Regions from separate parts of the Sus scrofa genome. Here region 1 is linked to region 2. Evidence: chromatin contacts called from public HiChIP or PLAC-seq data. All regions are on one chromosome and are shown on one strand. Each heading gives the region's core, a stretch centred on a gene start, on an enhancer-like site or on the middle of the called end of the contact. The rest is flanking DNA. Distances are from core to core; before and after follow the strand shown.

Region 1 (2,852 bases), core at 340-2,839, 37 kb after region 2:
AGACTCAAGAGGAGAAAAAAGAAAGGAAAAATTTACCTTGTACTCTTTGGCTTGCCTTGGCTCTTTTCCCCTGTCTTCTGGCCAGAACAAGGATGTTTCTCTCACCATTTTTAGTGTGTGTGAATCTGCTGTGCCATTTTGTGAATTGGACTACCTGGACCAAGCCATTCTTGGGTTAAAGCTGGGAGGTGAAGGAATTTTTTTAAACAATAGGAAACTCACTAGTACTGTAATTTTTCAAGTTATTGCTTCCCTCAGCCTAATTGTCTACTCTTTATTTCCTTTTTGCTATCCTCAGGTAGTTTTCTTTTCGTATTCAGTTTAGAGTTTTTAGCAGTTATCAGTGGGAAAGAGAGGATTATTCCACCTTGGCATCTTTGGTAGAGTGTAATTTGTTAATTTCAGGGCAAAAAAGTATCAAATTATAGAGAAACTAGTTGATGGCACGGATTTGTGGAAGCACAGAGCTAGCACTGAATATGTTCCCGGTGGAACTGCATCCTGTCAGGGAGGAAGGTTGAGCTGTTGGAATCCATCAGTGTGTTAGACTTCACTGGAGAGTTTGAGTAGTGAGCTGGGGTGCAGTAGTGCCAGGCCTACTTTTTTGTAGACCAAGCATATTAGGTTGAAGCACATGAAATTGACAATATTTGACTGTCTTTGACTTATGAAAACAGAAGTGTCACATGATTCAACCTACATTTAACTCTTAGTTCTGAAATTTGAAGAAAGAAAATGAAACCTTCAGTTAAAATATCATCTATTTTAAGTTAAGGTGGTGCTTCATGCTTAACAGATAAATCCAAAATCTCAGATGCATAACAGAGTCCAAAATGGACATGTTCCTGTGTTGGGCAACGAACGGGGGAATCTGCTCAGTGAGGTCACGCAGAGACCCAGGACAATGAAGACTCCTCTCTTGTTCATACATGGCTCCCATATGTCCTGGGGGTTGACACCCAGCCAGGAGACTGGGAGAGGGAAAGGATGACAAAAAGAGAGGGTGAGGACAGCATGCCTACTTCTTCTTTTTGGGGAATGGGAGGAGCTATGCCTGTGGCGTGTAGAAGTTCCTAGGCCAGGGATCGAGCCTGAGCCACAGCAGTACTGGAGCCACAGCAGTGATGATGCTGAGGCCTTAACAGCTAGGCCACCGGGGAACTCCTGCATACCCACTTCTTTATCTCAGCCCAAAGTGGGCATGTTGGATTGGTGGGAACCAATTTAGATGTGGTGGGTAGGATGGGGTGGGAGGGAAATGTAGTCTGTATTTGTTAGCTGCTTTCCAGCACCAGTTGTGAAGGGAAAGACGAATCCCTGGTGGGCAGCTCACTGTCACTGTCACACTGCTTCTTGCTCATTTGGAAAACATCCTTTTGCTGTGCATATTAGTTTGCTAGGGCTGCTATAATAATGACTAACAAAGACCATAGACTGGGTGACTTAAACAATAGAAATTTATTTTCTCACAGTTCTAGAGGCCAGAAGTCCAGGGTCAAGGTGGCAGGAGATTTGTGTTTTCTGAGCTCTCCCCTTGGCTTGCACACGATACCTTCTCACCATGTCCTCACATGGTCTTTGCTTGTGTCCTCATCCCTGGTGTCTCTCTGTGTCTACACTTCCTCTTTCGACAAGAACACTAGTCTGACTGGCCTCATTCCAACTTACTCTTTAAAAAGCTCTGTCTCCAAATAGTCCCATTCTGAGGTACTGGGGGTTAGGGCTTCAATATATGAATTTTAGGGGGAACACAATCCAGCCTATAACACACACAGTACATTTATAACAAATGAATGTGTTTTCACTAAAAGTAGTCATACTCCATTAAATATTAGCTCTGTGTTACAATTATACATTAAATGGATCTGTAATAAATTTTGAATTTTATCTATTAATGATGTTTGCTAGTGTCTGCAGACATTTTTCATTATGTATTTATTAGTCAAGGAAAAAAATTTAGTGTTAAAGATAGTTTAGATTTTAGCAAACATGATTATTGTTTTTCTTTCTCCCAGAGTTTGTGTTTGGTTCTTTCTGTAGCTTATCCAAAGGGTGTGTTAATTACTGAGATAGTAAAGAGAGTTACAAATCATGTCACCTTAAGGAAATCACCACGCTCTACAACGTAAAAGTTAATCTCTAGTGTATATTGGGCTTTTTAGGAGAATTTTGTTTTATGAAATAACATTTTGTTACTAAAAGCCAAGGTCATGTTATGTGGTTGATAATATCCTTTTTAACCTACCAGACACTTGACGGGGAAGAAAACGTGCCTGTGAGTTCCACCATCTGAACTGTTGGACCCCTTCTCGGGGCTGTTTCATCACCACTGTTTCCAGTGGGTTGGAGGTGAAGCTCTAAGAGAGGACGAAGTCCTTAACCCTCTGTATAAATGGTGATTAAAGATTGCACTGGAGGGAGTTCCCGTGGTGGCACAGCAGAAATGAACCTGACTAGTATCCATGAGGACACGGGTTCCATCCCTGGCCTCAACCAATGGGTTGGGGATCCTGTGTTGCTGTGGCTGTGGTGTAGGCTGGCAGCTGCAGCTTGGATTGGACCCTAGCCTGGGAACTTGCATATGCCACGGCCGCAGCCCTAAAAAAAAAAAAAAAAAAAAAAAAAGTGCTCGGAGTTTCCTTGTGGTGCTTCGGGTTAAGGATCCAGCATTGTTACTACAGCAGGGTCACTGCTGTGGCTGGGGTTTGATTCCTAGTCTTGGAACTGCTGCAGGTGCAGTGCGGCCAAAAAAAAGAGAGAGAGAACAGTTCTATAATTTTCCTTTATATGTTATTTAACATCTTCATATCTTGAAAGATCTAGGGAATTCGTTTTTCATATTTTGTAGTATT
Region 2 (2,861 bases), core at 66-2,565:
TGGCTTCGCATCAGGGCACCCTTCCTAGTACTGGGAATAGAGGAAGAACAGTCTGGAGTATGGGAGGGGATAAACTTGGTGGTCCTAAATTGGAGAGGTCTTTGTGCCATGCGGCTGGAGCCCCGTAGCGGGCAGGTGGCCGTGTGTGTGCCACCTTCCGGAAGGCCTGTCCTGATGATACACCTTCGGTATTCCTGAGTGGCCGTCACTGGCAGTGGGAGCCGCGAGCATGACTGAGGTGGTCTGAGGGGAGCACAGGGACTGAGAAGGAGCTAAACAGAGAGCCGGGAGGGAGCACTGCCATCTGGGGGTGAGGCTGAAGGAAAGGAACTTGAGGAGAAGGGGTCAGAGGTATGTGCGGAGGAACACAGACGGGAAGAAGAGCGACGTGATGGGGAATTTCAAGAAGCGCCGATTGCTACAGAGAGTTTTAAGAGTGGACTGGGAAATGCCATCACGATTTACGAGTGGAGGAGGTCCCTGCGGGTGACCTTGGCCAGAGCTGTTTCAGTGGTGGGGGCGGGGACTGCAAACCTGGCCCGAGAGGTTTGGGCATCCAAGGAGGAGGGGAAGCCGAAGTAGAGGCGGGCAGCGGGCACCGCCCTTGTGAGCCTGGCTGGGTGAGGCGGGGGAGAGAACAGTGGGAATCCCAGGGTGCTTAGAGCTTTACTGCCTCTTTCTCCCTCTTCCGCTGGAAAGAAAGTTGCACAAGGCAACTTTCTTTGTTTTATTCCCTGCTTTATCTCCAGGGTAGAAGAGAACTCCTGGCACCCAGTAGGTGCTCCATCCATATTTAATGGCTGAATGATGAGTTATGTGAAGAGACTTGAGCAAGTTCATTTGCGGGGTGGAAGGGTGAGAGGTCTTGGAGAGGAGGGCTGGAAGGTCTAGAGGAGAAAGGATGTCATGGAACAGTCTCCATGAGTCAGGAGACTGCGATTCCAAGCCCCTCTGGGAGTGATTATCGAGGATACTCCTTTTCTGCCGAAACTGAAGCAAAGGAAGACAGGATGGGAGCAGAGGCATGTATTTACCGGTGGTGGAGGAGGAAGTTGAGGGAGTTCTCCCCTCATGGCTTGATGTGTATTCCCTGAGCTAAAAATAAACTAAGAATGAGTATTGTGTGTATCCTTGGAAACCAGTTTTGAAGACATACAAAAAAGCCACCCCTATTTAAGCAGCTCTGCCTACAGAGAGTCATAGACAGGTAATTGTGGGCACACAAGGTTGTGGTCAATGGCATGAGAGGTAGATGAGGTAAGGATGCACCGTGGGGATGAGTAAGTAGGTGAGACAGGAGGTCTCTAGTCTCAAACGGGAATGCAGGGTGTGGCCAGGAGGAGGGATCCGTCCACGCACCCTGTGTGCGCCCGTTGCCTTCTGTCCTGGGAACCCTCTGCCGGCAGGAGACTGTCCTTGGATCCTGGGGAAGTGAGGGGAGAGCCAGTGCAGGAGGCTCACGTTCCTCTTTGAGATAAAAATGAACAGAAGCCTGAGCCTTGAGTGCAGTAGAGTCACTCATTGTTAGGCAGCTCCTCTGGTTCTAACCAGGCTGGTTTTCCAGTGATTTATTTCTGATTCATTTGACAGGAAACTGCTTTCCCAGCTTTTGACAAACCTGTTATCTGAAATGATTTGTCTGTTTAAAAGCAGAGGTGGTAGCGAGAAAGGATGTGACAGTGTCGCAGTGAGTCATAAAAAACGAGACATGACCGTGTTTGTTCAGCTCATCGGGCTTTATCTAAAGTTAATTTAAAGAATATCAAAATGTCCACTTTGTTTTAATTAGGAATTGTTTAGTAATAAGGTCTCACTTGTTCAGAATTCTCTGTTTTCAGTCTAATTGAGTTCAAGGCTACTCACTTCTCAGGAGCTTTCTGAAAGGGACAGTAGAGGAGTAAGGATGGGTCTTTTAGTCTTCTAGACTTCCGTTGAAATTAAATAACACAGCAAAGCTGATTTTTTTTCTTTTGCTGTTAACCTTACTGCCTTTATTGCAAATCAGTCTCTGACAGTAAAGCGGTACGAGGCAAGGCAGGATTGGACTTGAGTCCTGGTAACTTCTGTTTTTTGCATTTCTCATGTGTTAAAAGCATGTTCCCTATAAAATGAGGAGAGGCTCTTTTAGAAAGGGATCACATTCTAAGAGTAAAAGACAGGTGTCTTGTGTAAAAATCACCTTTCAATTTTTGGAGGTGGAGAGAAGTAACTTTTTTTCTTTTGACAAAAGGTGAAATCAGAGGTTGGCTAAGATAGGCTGATTAGAACTTGGTTATCATCTCAGTTGGCCTAGTACTTAGAATTCATTCTCTCTAAGCCATCCCACTTCTCATGGGGAACCTCTGTGCCTCCCCCTCACTCCCTCCAAGTCTAAGTTTTTTCGCCATTAGTTGAATAGTTAGAACTCCAGTTAGGACTTTATTTGTGTGGGGGGAGGGGAGATGACTTTATCAGCATTTGGGGAGAACCTAGGGCATAAGAGAGTCTTCAGGTCAATCTGGCATCAACAAACTGGGGACCTGTTTCCCATTTTTACAGAGAATTAAGTTAGAGCCAGATCCCTGTTTTCTTGGAATTTATGTTGTGTGCGTCTGTGTGTGTGTGTGTGTGTGTGTCTAAGAGACCATGGTCAAGACTTTTGAAAGAGACCTGACTTTTGGACCCTCTTTACAGATTTTCATTTCTTTTGCCTTTTATGGGAATCAGCTGGGAAAGCTTTCTGAGGTGCGGCCTGTCAGAGGCAGTGAGTGAGGTAACAGGGAAGAGATCACTGGGTTCAGGCCCCATTTCTGCTATTTACAAGCTTTGTGACCTCAGGCAAGTTATTTAACCTCTCCTAGCCTCTAGGAGATAAAGTAGCT

What was found. HiChIP or PLAC-seq counts read pairs in DNA pulled down with a chosen protein or histone mark.
Region 1: a contact with region 2 is called in an H3K27ac HiChIP or PLAC-seq map of alveolar macrophages. The contact joins two enhancer-like sites. A contact is called at or near these places in 6 of 47 Hi-C or Micro-C datasets (alveolar macrophages, embryonic fibroblasts, epiblast stem cells and 2 more) and 1 of 2 datasets of contacts at active chromatin or transcription factors (alveolar macrophages).

What each region holds. Positions count from the first base shown.
Region 1 is chr5:16,430,737-16,433,588 of Sscrofa11.1, forward strand. The region is part of intron 1 of DIP2B (disco-interacting protein 2 homolog B); the gene reads left to right. Among named protein-coding and RNA genes, the nearest start is that of DIP2B, 59 kb to the left of the region's middle. Within about 2 kb of position 1,590, at least 5 of the 83 cell types and tissues checked have an H3K27ac peak or open chromatin away from gene starts, as enhancers often do. A contact at or near this core is called in alveolar macrophages, where this site is marked.
Region 2 is chr5:16,393,571-16,396,431 of Sscrofa11.1, forward strand. The region is part of intron 1 of DIP2B (disco-interacting protein 2 homolog B); the gene reads left to right. Among named protein-coding and RNA genes, the nearest start is that of DIP2B, 22 kb to the left of the region's middle. Within about 2 kb of position 1,316, at least 20 of the 83 cell types and tissues checked have an H3K27ac peak or open chromatin away from gene starts, as enhancers often do. A contact at or near this core is called in alveolar macrophages, where this site is marked.